Linked DNA regions of Gossypium hirsutum: region 1 is linked to region 2. The links are chromatin contacts, called in public Hi-C maps. All regions are on one chromosome and are shown on one strand. Each heading gives the region's core, a stretch centred on a gene start, on an enhancer-like site or on the middle of the called end of the contact. The rest is flanking DNA. Distances are from core to core; before and after follow the strand shown. Region 1 holds the start of LOC107927609 (protein TIC 22-like, chloroplastic). Region 2 holds the start of LOC121208476 (protein RALF-like 32).

The links. A called contact is a pair of places that touch in the nucleus more often than the background predicts.
Region 1: a contact with region 2 is called in a Hi-C map of leaf, with 2.3 times the contacts expected there. The contact joins the promoter of LOC107927609 here to the promoter of LOC121208476 in region 2. A contact is called at or near these places in 3 of 34 Hi-C or Micro-C datasets (all in leaf).

Annotation. Positions count from the first base shown.
Region 1 is chrA10:73,359,466-73,366,043 of Gossypium_hirsutum_v2.1, reverse strand. LOC107927609 (protein TIC 22-like, chloroplastic) reads left to right here and starts at 5,299. Exons shown (of 8, transcript XM_041079327.1): 1 at 5,299-5,981; 2 at 6,434-6,508. The coding sequence starts at 5,484.
Region 2 is chrA10:72,703,027-72,709,290 of Gossypium_hirsutum_v2.1, reverse strand. LOC121208476 (protein RALF-like 32) reads right to left here and starts at 2,262. Exons shown (of 1, transcript XM_041079183.1): 1 at 1,685-2,262. The coding sequence starts at 2,159. The coding sequence ends at 1,821. It overlaps LOC107915103, which reads right to left and starts at 3,933. Exons shown (of 2, transcript XM_016844239.2): 1 at 3,587-3,933; 2 at 3,051-3,377. The coding sequence starts at 3,731. The coding sequence ends at 3,220. It overlaps LOC107915101 (histidine protein methyltransferase 1 homolog), which reads left to right. Exons shown (of 11, transcript XM_041079182.1): 11 at 278-626. The coding sequence ends at 360.

The DNA of each region.
Region 1 (6,578 bases), core at 4,050-6,549, 650 kb before region 2:
GATAGCAAAGCTTGGGTCTTACCCTTCATATACATAGCGTAGCATCTTGTCTACTCGTAGGGTAATTGAGGAGGGAAGCAAGTGGAAGGTGGGTAGTGGCACGTCAATTAATATATAGCGATGGCTGTCGAGTCCTAAACAAGCAAGAGTGATGGGTCAATGCATAAATATTAATTATTCATATGTTTCTGATTTAATTGACGTGGACTTTTATACCCGAAAGGTCAATGTCTTGAATAGACTGTTTGATAACGATCAAGTAATGAAAATTTCATTCATTTTGCTGTCAAGGTTTGCTCTAAAGGATGAGTTTGTGCGGCAGGGAGATAATTGCACCAAATTAAAGTTCATGTATATAATTGCACATTAAATCAAAGTTCATGTATAATTTTGAGATTTATTCCTTTTTAAAAACCAACAAGTTTAGCCTTTTTGGTATTTTTACCAATTGAGATGGTGTCGTTTGACTTGTGGAACTAAACTTATTGAGTCATTTTATTATAGTATAAATAATTATAATGGTGAGCAAAACTCGATTCGACTCGAAAAAATAAAAAAAACTTGAATTTCGAGTTAAACGAATCGAGTTATTCGAGTTATTTGAGTTAATCAAGTTATTCGAGTCAACTCGAATTTTTTTTTGAATTTCGAGTTCGAATCGAGTTGAGTTTTCAAATTCTAATAATTCAAATAATTCGAATATCAAACTATAATATTTTACATTTTTACCCCAAACTCCCAAACTTTTTACTTTTCTCTCAAAACTTTTACTCCTTCCCACTTTCCCTTCAAAACTTTTACTCTCCTCCCATCCCCACCCCCTAATCTAGCCAAAATCTATTTCCCACAAAAATTTTACTCTCCCATTTACTTTTTCTCAAAATTTTACTCCTCAAAACCCTCAAAACTTTTTATTTTTCCCCAAAATTTTTACTCCCTCCCACTTTCTCTCTAAAACTTTTACTCCCTTCCCATCCCACCTCCCATCTACCTCAACCCCATCCCCTCCCCCCCTCCCCCAAATTTTTTTTAATATTTTCCCTCCAAAACTTTACTCCCCCATTTACTTTCCTTCAAACTTTTATTCCTCAAAATTTTTTATTTTCCTCCTAAATTTTTACTTCTCACCCTTTACTCTCAAATAAAAAATCAAAATTATCCAAAAAAATCACTAATCATAAATAGTAATAATTTTATTTATATATACTATTTATATTATTAAATTAAATTTCACATTTTATATTATTTATATTATTGAATTGTTTAATCATATTGAATATTTATATTAAAATTGAATTATTAATTATGCCATAAAATATTCGTGCTAAAATTTTATATTGGTATTAATTTCACATTTTATCTTTAAAATAATTTTTATTAAAAAATCACATTTGTACATTTAATATATTTTTTAATTCCAAAATACATAGTGACAAGAATCTGAAGATAATTGAAACAACAAAGCAAGCAAAAAAGCTAACCCGTATATAAAAGATTAATAAATAAATTATGAGGTGATGAAAGTTAATAAAAAAATTGATTAAGGTGGACAAATTTTATTATGATAGGTGACAATGGTTACAAGGACCCAAAATTATTTTTTAAAATTTAACTCAAAGAAATATATTCAATTTGATTCGATTTGAATTTCATCTCACTCGACTCAATTCGAGAAAATTTCAAATCAAATTAGGATGATAAAATATGATTCGTCAACTCGATTAACTCGAAATTTTTTCATTTGATTCGATCGACCGCTCACCCCTAGATAATTATCTTCTAATCATATACACTTCTATATATGAAATAAGGATCATACACATACACATCCATATATGAACTAACTTAATTTTTAAATCGATCACTTATCTTTTCATTTTTTTCCCTCATATAATTTTTTATATCATAACATATGATGTGATCATAAATTAAACACTTAAGTATAGTGATTTTATTGAGAAGATTTTTATATTAATTATATTATAAAAGAGCTTTTTTTTTCACAATATAATGAGAGAAAGAAGAAGAAAAAATCACAAATTCTATCCATTTAATTTTATAGGTTATATTGAAATTTTAAACAACATATAACAGCGCCCTTTTAAAATCTCTTTCTTTCTTCACTTTGAAAACTTGATGTAAATTGGTAAATAATTAAAAATGTGTTATACATTAGTATTTATTATTATTACTATTGGTAAGAAAAAAAAAACCTCCAAACTTTAAGAAAACAACATTAATTTGTAAAAGCCTGTGAGAAACTTTGGCATTTGACTAACAGCTAAATCAATCAACTAAAAGTCGTGTGTAACAAACCTTGTCTTTGTCCAAAAACGGGCGCTGTTAGGTAGAGAACCGGACACCAATTAAAATTATATAATTAATATACAATAATTTATATTAATATGTATTTGTTATGCTTTAAGAATTAAAACTTAATATTAGACCATAATTATTTATGAAAATAAGTTAAAAAAAATTCCATTATTGTCAATTGCGTATTAGTTTGGTTGATATTGATATTGTTGTCAATATAGTAGAATGTAAATTCGAATACGTTAGAGCACATTATTTTTTTATTGCGCATTATCTTTTTATTTAAGAGTTAAGTAAAGACTATAAATAATTTTAAATATTGAATTAAGAAAAACAGATAATAAAATTAATGTTAAAAAAATATTAATATTTAAAAATCGAGAAAAATATATGTGATGAAAGGAATAGTGATATGTAGGTAGGTTCCCCGCATAGGACGCAATCTCCACTTTACGCTTATATTGCTTTCTTTTTCTATACAAATCCCGTTATTTGGCAACAACCACTACAACCACCTTTCATGACTAAATGACAAATATGCCTTTTTCTTGTGCGAGAATCAAACACTTTTGTTTTCAAATTCCATAAAGCTTCAATCATCATTCTAATTTATAATTTGATTACTTCAATACACAATCCAACTTATTTCTATTTTTTATTTAATTTTTAACTTTTTATAATATAAAAGTAAATATTTTATATTTAAAATAATAATAATAAATTCAAAAAAATTTGAAAATTTATTTTTTATACATGTTTATGACAAAAAATTTAGACAATTCATTTTACTAAAATAAGTGTAAATTTTTTTAAAAATTAATATAAAAAAATTGAGAACCAAATCAAATTGAACTAAATTATGATAGACAGTTTAAAAAAAATTTAAAAATTAATTAAATTAAACGGATATCACCCCTAAATTTAATTATTTTTTTTCTTTTATTTTATCTCTTGTATTTTTTATAAGAGAAGAGAAAGATGATTCTAGATCAAGTTTATATTTGAGTGATGTTTAAAATTTTTTATATTAAAAATTTTATGAAATGTGATTGTGGAGAATATGATTATTAAAAATGTAAGATTATAATATTTAGTAAAAATAAGTAATGACAATTAAAGTCTATAAAAATTATAATGATACGTATTATATCAGAGATATTAAGCCTAAAGGAATGAGCACCAAGCCAAAATATATTACCTAGGCTAAGAGAAAAGAATCTCCATAATTGATAGTTGTCATACAATGGGCGGCTACCAAGCACTTCTCTTGAATCAACTACAATACTTGCCAAAGATCAAGGGGTGAGAGTAACAAGTGAATTGTAGGGCAACCTTGCCAATAGGACAATGACCTCAACTAGTCCCAAGTAATGAACGGCTAAAGGTGAGTTTGGATGGGTGGTACGTTTACCTGCGGTTAGTGTGTGGCGGTGAGATTAGATACTGTAGCGTGAGACAAAAAGTAACCTAAACGCACCGCACCGCACCATACTGTCATCCCAAACCCACCCTAAGCCTCAAACATTTATACATTATCACACTAGCCAAGCTCCCATGATTCCTTCAGTGTAAAAAGTATCGTGTATACTAGTTTAAGGTTTGAGTTCACTTCTTACTCATACTCTTATTAAATATTTTCTTAAACTTATTGTTGTTCCTTATTCTGAATCAAGAGTGAAGTTAGAAATTTTGTTTAAGGAGATTGAGGTAATATTATAAAATTTGGGGAGGGAGATAAATATAAAATTTTTGTATTGAAGTTTTCAAAAAAGGCTAAAATTATGGTTTTTCCATTAAATCAAATGTTAAGAAGAACTAAATTGTTTTTTTTTTAATTTTGGGAGGGATTATAAAGGTAATTTTCTTTTGAGTTAAGAGGGAGGGGGGAAAGGCCCCTTCCTACCCCTTTGGCTACGCCTCTGCTATGAATTAAGCATCGAAGAGCGTCTTGAAGTATAAATTTGGACACCCTTATAGTTACCCTATGTCTTGCAAGCCTTCCATCATCCTTGGGGTGTGAAAAATCCTTATAGTCCATTATCAACTTAAAGTGACTAAAACAATATGTTTAGTTAAACTAAATATTTTACTTAGAATGTGATGATATTTTTTAAAATTATGGAATGAAATGAAATAAAAAACTTATTAATTTTAATATTTTTAATAACATTTATAATTAAAAAGTTATTTTATTATTGACAAACATGTAATTTAATTTATTTATTTTAAAATATCATTAGTTTATTTAAAAATAATAATGCATTTATCTCAAAATAATATATGATTAAAATTAAAATAAGTTTTAAACATTTGGTTTGTATTCAAATAATTCAATAGTATTTAAAAATAATTTAAAATTTGATTTTGATTTTATAATTATGAAAAAATAGTAATATTGTCCCAAAAGTAAATTTTTTACTTTATTTTTCGAATGACCATGCTTCAAAAAATGGCAATATACTTTATCACCATTATTGAAAAGGATGATATTGTTATAATTGAAGAAAAAGTAATTCATAGTATTAGATAGATTGAGTAATTAATCAATACAATTGAGTTTGTGGGTAGCAAATATAACCAACTTTCCTTGATAACAGCTATCTCTAATTTCTATTTCAAAATAATTAGAGAATAAGCAGGCTTGGCCCATAAGTTGGTTGGGTCCTCGATGCTCTACTTCACAGACTTAGTGCTCATTTTATGTTTCCATAAATTTTGATACCAATTGTTAACGCACTCAAAACTTTTTTGTATTTGGGCTTGGTTTAAGTTCGACTTTTTTCCTTGCTTTGGGTCAAAATTTTGGGCCCAAACATGAAAAATCAATCGTGCGATTCGTAATTTAACTGAATTAACGACTAACTTATCCCACCCGATTAATCACGAGTTAAATAGTGATTCAAGCAAGATGATGATATGAGGTGTTGAAGAGTTTATTATTAATAGATATTAATTTGGATCGAGGGTTAAAAATTTTGTTCTAAAGGTCCAACCCACCCGTCCGGCCCATATTTCTAAATTCTCGCTTGTCGCCGGCAAATGAATGTTTTTTCTATTTCCCTCCTTTCGGTCGCTCCCTACTCATCCCCGAAACTGATTCCAACTACAAAAGCTCACTGTTTTCTCCGATATTATCCTAAATTTTCCCGTGAACCAAAAAGGAAAGAATGATGAACCCCCCTAGCAACTCCAAAACCCCCAAAAATTTCTCGCCATTCAAACAAACCCCTCCTCTCCAAGACCTCCAGCAAGCCTTCTCGAACATCCAGACCCACTGCTCTTCTCTCTTCCGACAAACTCAAAATCAGTTAATGGACGCTTTTAACTCCACCTTTTCTCACTTTAATCCGCCTTCTTTTTCTCCAAAAGGGCCGGTTTTTGCTCGAATTGCTGATTCTAGCAAGACCCAGATTGCTTTGAGTAAAAAAAACGGTGATGCCATGCCGGCAGAGAAATTAGAAGAGAGATTGGCTGGGGTTCCGGTCTATGCCTTGAGTAACTCAGAGGAGGAATTCGTGTTGGTTTCGGGTGTTTCGACGAAAAAATCACTTGGGTTGTTGTGTTTCAAGAAGGAGGACGCTGAGGCTCTTTTGGAACAGATGAAGAATATGGATCCTGGCATGCGAAAAGGAGGTTCTAAAGTGGTTGCTGTTGCTCTTAACAAGGTTATTTTCTTTCCTTCTTTCTTTCTATTTGGATTTTTCAAAATGCGTTTGATAGATTGAATTTGTGTAGAAAATGTACAAAGTTTTATGGACTATGGAGTCCATTAAGAGGCTAATGTCTGTTTCCCACTTGTGTTTGCCATTTTCTTAGATATAAAAGATAAAATAACAGATTTGAAAATGTTTTAGCTTCAGCTGTTTGTTCTTGTAGTGACATAGGATTGAGCTTTTTACTTTCTAATATTTCTTTTTAGCAACATTTTGAGCAAGGAAATAGTAAGCCGCAAAAGCAAAAGACGAAATCGAGCCTGTTATTAGATTGTTAACTTACCGTGCCTTTAAATCTTAACTAATTTGGTTTTTTTTTTTCATTGTGTAATTAATTGTTTGTTTGGTTTATATGAATGAGATAAATGTTGGAGGAGTCATGCTTGGATATGGGGGTTTTGCAGGTTGTCCAGCTGCAGGTTGCTGGTGTGGCACTTAGGCTGGTACCAGAGTCCACTCAGATCAAGAATGCACTTAGAGTGAGTAGTTTGTTATAAAATGAGCTAATTTGTCTGTGAGTCTTTGTGTTATGTGGATAGAATGAATTTT
Region 2 (6,264 bases), core at 1,013-3,512:
AACTTTTCCCTGTCAAAACTTCATCAGTTCCAAGTTTTATTCCTTGTAACCTTTAAGCCCTTTAACGCAGTCATAGACCCTATATCCCCAAAAATTTTTGGAAGGCTATTTACTCATATGCATGTCTATTTTCCAAAAAGTCTGTTCAGTTTCAGTGTAACATATTTTCATGGAGGATACGCATGAAGTGTTGCATTTCATTAATTTTCCCGAGGCTGTCCTTGTATAAGATATGGACTGCTAGATGCTGATTAAGTGATTCTTTTTGATCCTACAGGTGTTATGGCTGCAACTCTTGTTACTGAAGTTGCCGATGGTTCCTCTAATGTACGCGAGGTATGGAAGCTTTCGTACAAGTAGATCCACAATTTTGGTTCATTGGGATATTTACTATGCTACAATTCTGAGTATGATTGATTTTCAGGAAATGTTATTCTACATATGTGAACGATATATATGATTATTATATTTCATGAATATTCCCAGTAGTCATGTTTAATAGTCTTCTTATTCTCTATCATAGTCCAGAAATTTATCATTGGAACTAAAAATGAACAACTCCCTATCTAAAACTTTGTATTCTTTTGCATTAGACTTAGCTAAGAGCTCGGTGGTATGTTGGAACATCTATTTTCTCTTTTTAGTTAAAAGAGTTTTTCATAGATTTAAAAGTTTATATATTGTCATATATGTTTGGATGTGTGTTTAACATAAATATCGAATATATATATAATTGAAAGATCACAAAAAATGTAATAGTAAATGGAAGATCATGGTAACATAATAGTAACAGATATTGACCATTAAAATTCTTTGAGACGGCAATATGTAGGCCACCCGTAAGACAAGGTGTATAACAGTGACAAAAAAACCGGAAGTGAAAGATTGAGAGGAACTGAATCATTTTAAAAGTCTTACAATTTCAGTGCGTGCTGGCTGTTTTTCACTTCTTTAAATATTGACCAACAAGTTAGTATGGGAGTGTTGGTATGTATATATATTTAAAAGATAAGCATTTTATAACTTTTAACTTGTGCTTATCTCACACCCGCATATTACTATATGGTATCACTTCAATAATTAACTCAAGGAAAAGATTAGTTATGTTATGTTTTGGTTGGTGGTTTGAATTTTTGTGTGTATTCTCCATTATTAATATTTTATTTTTTTCATGAGATTACGGATATATATCTATTCTATTAAGGAGCTCACTCTGTGAATTCATATGGTTTTTCATGAAATTGGAAAACAAAATCCTAAAAGAGGACAATACTTTTGATTGTTGAGGGCAATTCTAACTACTTAACAGACGACGCTTTGAAGATATTTTTTTCGAAAAAATTAGTTTCCCTCAATAAAATCTAAATAGATAAAATCATGTAAATTAAAAAGTTGGAGATTCAAACTTATGCTTCGTTGAGAGAATGGATGCAAGGTGATACCTTTAGGTTCTCATTATGGCTTTGGGCACGATTTTGCTGTGTAAACCATTGTGGCTCTCAATATTATTGTGTAAACCACCCCATTATAACTCTCGATATGGTCGTGAACCCTTAAATTCTCGGTACTGTCGTGTGAGCCACCCTCATCGAGATAATGCTCTAACAGTTAGTTTGCTTTGTTAAGCTTATATTAGCAAAGACAAAGATATAGATAACATTGAATAATTTAAGAAGGATGATAATTGATTAACGAGTTAATTAACAATTATAACGATTAAAGAATACTGTAAAAACATGGTATACTTGGAATGTAAATGAATATTAGTTGAACAAGAAAATTTCATATTTTTGGTTGTAATGGGTGTGACCGGCTTCGGATCATGAATCAGACCTACAACGATAGTACTTGGAGCATCCTCGGTTGTAAGGGTTGGATGGTTCTGGGAGGCAGCCGCCACTTTTACTATAAGCTTCACCCCCAGCACCACCGCGGCAGACTGGTTGATCTCTTTTAAGTGCGCCGGGAGATATATACCTTTTCTGTTCTAGAAACCTGCGGCTTATTTCTGACTCCATTAGCATCTCGTTTGCTTCATTGCACACTCTGATAGATCCATTGCAGTGCATGAGCACATCATTAACGGTTGAGGACTCAATTTGGCTAAAACAACTTAAGGTGAAGAAGAACAGAAGGAAGAAGAAATGGAGAGATTTCATAATGTTGGATTTGTATGCTTTGGTTTGACATTGAAAATTGAAGTAGTTGAGAACTTTTTAGAACTTTAAAACAACATTTTCTTTTCTCGGAAAGTGGCACTAGTGGAAGCTCCATTACGGACGAATAAGCTCAGGACCGCACTTCACCTAACCCCAATCATGCCCTTTTTTCTTTAGACGCATATGATCTCATAATTAAAAACAATGAAGTTTTTAGGGTGAGGTTTGATCGGAATAATAAAATTTTCATCTCCGTTAGATATGGCCTCGAGTCTCATAGGTCTCGATTTATTAAGTTGTTTCACCATTTATTATTATTTTTTTTTTGTACTTTGGAGGATCAACTTGGTAAAAGGGCCCAAAAAATGTTACACAAAGTATGACATAACACATAATATTTAAATTTACAAATAATTATAGATATATTAAAGATTTATGTTTTCCTTTTTCATGTTGAGATGGGACGATGATATTTGTCGCATAGGCCAAAATTTTTAATCCATGACTAATTATTAGACTTGGTGAGTATAATCCATATTGAGTAGGTGACACTTATTAATTAGATCTTAATTTAGATTTAAAATTAGTATTTTTTTAATAAAGTAATAAATATTATTTTATGGGTGTTTATTTATTTTTTATATAAATAAAAAAACAACGTATATACATTATGGAAGTTATGAAATTTGAGCCCAAAATATTATAATTTTCACTACTTTAATCTTACCATTTTAACTAAAATTATATTTTATTTTTATATCAATTTTTTTAATAATTTTGTTACATAAAAAATTTTACCAACATTACGGGCGTGTCATAAGTAATAATAGTTAAAGTACGTCGTCATTATTTTAAAATTAACCATAATATAAATATCTGAAGATGTCAAAATCAATGAATTATTAATGTATTAAATGATAACCTATGTAATAGGCCCAATTTGCCTGGCTTGCCAGAAAATAAAATTTTTTAAAATCCAAGTTTTTGTTACAAGCCCAAAAAAATAAATGAAGCCCAAAATTAACCCTAACCCAAATACAAGCCCAATGGCCCAAAGTGATTAAACATTTTCAGTAAAACAAAACCTTAGAGGCTTCCCCCGCGTTGTTTCTCCTCGGCCACGTTGCCCACTCCTTGTCTCGAGGCGCCTTATCCCGAGGTCCTTCTGCAAGCTTGCACCGAAATGGAAAAAAATTCCTTCTGCGCCTTCGTCAATGCCTGCAAACAAGCAAAAAAGGGGAAAGCAGAAACGAAGCAAATATACAGTAAAAACAGTAGCAAACTTTTTGTATTCGGCTAAAAAGCATTAAAGAAATCAAAAAAAGAAATTGCAAAAGGTGATTTGCTTCATTTTACCTGTTATCTATTTTTATTTTTATCATTTAAAAAAAAGAAGGGCATAAGATATAATAAAAATTAAAACTTACCGACTTGTTTCGATTTCCATCGCCGCGAGTGAGGGAGAGGACGTCGTCCTCGATGATGGACGGCTTTTTTTCGGTGTGACAAGAGAGAAGTCGAAGGGTTTCTTTCAGATTTTACCATTTTTGGCAGAGTTGTGATGAAAACCATCTCCAGATCCAGGCTCCAGTAGCCAAAACGTTCAAAATGGGGGTCTTATGGTGCTTTCCGGCCACCAGAGACGGGCGGAGCCTATCGTCGACGACAGTGGCCATCGTGGAATCCACCCCCCTTTGGCCAGATTCTGGAGAACAAGAGAGAGTTGAGAGATTTCTTTTGTTTTTTTTTTAGAAGAATGTTAAAATGAAAAAAAATCTGAAAAATTTAATTTAAATAGTGATACAAAACGGTGTTGTTTTGGCTTAGTGCCCATTGGCACTAAACGGCGTCGTTTTGGTGTGAAAAGGATCGACTCGACTCGTTCCAGTTAAGGTCTGCGCGTTTTTGACCAGATGGTCTATTTGTTTTGTGGGTCCTTCCGCATTTTTTAATTTTTTAATCCAGTTTTTTCTTATTTTTAATTTATACCCTAGAATTTTATTTTAGTTTTGATTTGGTCCTCTTGGAACGGTACGTTTCGGAGGGCGGGGAATATGTCCCCATTTGGTCCCTCCATGTTATTCGCGCTTTTCAATATGGTCCTCTATTTTATTTTATTCTGATTTATGCCTTTAAATTCCATTTAAGTTCTCAATCTAGTCCCTTTTTATGTTTATTCATCTATTTTATTATAATTTAAACTCTAAATTTTATTTCAATTTCAATTTAATCTTTTATTCACTTAATTTCAAGTTTTTATTTTTTATATGCATATTGTTCTGTTTTATTTTATATATTTATTTTTACATTCATTTATTTATTTAGTTCTTTACTCTTCTTGTATTTAGAATTTATATGATTATTTATTCCTTTATTTACACATTTTATTATTATTATTTTTATATTTTTATCTTGTCTTTTCTATTTTATTATTTTTCACATTTTAAAAAAATCTAAACTTAACATTATGTATATCTATTTTACTTACTTATTTATTTATTATTCTATACGCTTTGTATACATATTAAAGTTTGTAAGGTTAATATTTTCTTTATAAATACTTGTTGATTCGTGTATTTTCTTACTACTAATATTTACTTATTTATCCTTTCGTTCATCATTTGTTTCCTCTTTTTATATATATGGTTTCATTGTTCCATTCATTTTTTAAACATTTTTATGTTATGTTTGTTTATTTTTATATCATGCATTTCCGTTTTATTGCTTTGCTTATCTATCGAGAGTTATTTACTAATATTGTATTCATCTTTGTAATTATATCATTGTCATTATAATATTTTATCGTATATTGTATATCATTTTAAATATTACATTAATTTTCACCCAAATTCATAAAAAAAGAAAATTTTCAAAAAATAGGCAATGTTTCATATTTGAAAGATTTGAGAAAATCGTACCCTAACTTACGAGGTTTCGATTTTCTCATTGAACTCGAATAACCGAATATCCTTTCAAAAATTAAAGTACATAAGATTTCAAATAAAAAATAGAGGCAAACTTATTCTCAAAGGTTCAAAATGCCGTGTCCTAACTTACGAGATGTGACATTTTGTTATCTCGAGACGAGAGGGCCTTTAACGTTTAATTCAAGCAATTTGTAAGCAAAATTAACATTAATGCAAAGAGGGATCGTATTTTTAAATTATTTTCAAGTTTTCAACTTTTGACACTAAGACACGAATCAATCAATTAGGTACTAATTTTGGGCGTTACGAGGGTGCTAACTCTTCCTTGTGCGTAACCGACTTTCGAACTCATTTTTTTGAACTTCGTAAACCAAAAATCGTTGTTTTAATAAATCAAACATTTTATTAAAATGATCAAATTATGAGGTAATCCAATCACATCTCATAAAAAGGATTGGTGGCGACTCCCATTTTCATTTTCGTTTTTAAAAATAAAAAGTCAATTTCAAAAAAATGGTTTTGACAACCTACACGCAAAAAATAATAGAAATACAATATAAATATAAATGTGTGTTTAAATATTATATTTATATATCTCAATAAAATTCTAATAAATTAAATAGTTTGGTTAAGTTGAATCTATTTAAAAGTAGATTCTATCCAAGTTTAATGATTTCATCCTTAAAAATAATACAAGTATAAAACAGCTGATGAATATTAAACTTGAATATATGAAATAACACAAACCCAAAATATATATATTTAAAAATTAATTAAAAGTCTAAACCACTCATAATATTATAACTAAATATCTTAATGAACTTAAAAACATTATATTTAAAATCAATTTATTCTAAATATAATACAATTATGCCCAAAATAACCTTTTAAATCATGGCAAGCATTGTCAAAATTTGATGGCTTCAGTTTTCAAATCGGCTCTCTATTTTATTCTATAACAAGAGAAAAAAATGAAATAAACTTAGGAGTTAAAGAGTAAGTTTTCCATGAACTCTAATTACACAAAGTATTTCTTAATTTCATAAATTATTATAATTTTTATAATATTTTATGTAAGTGTTTAATTGTTGTAATATTTTGTGTAATTACACACGCAACAAATTCAATTACACAAATTATTATAAATTTCATAATGTTTTTTTATCACTAATTACACA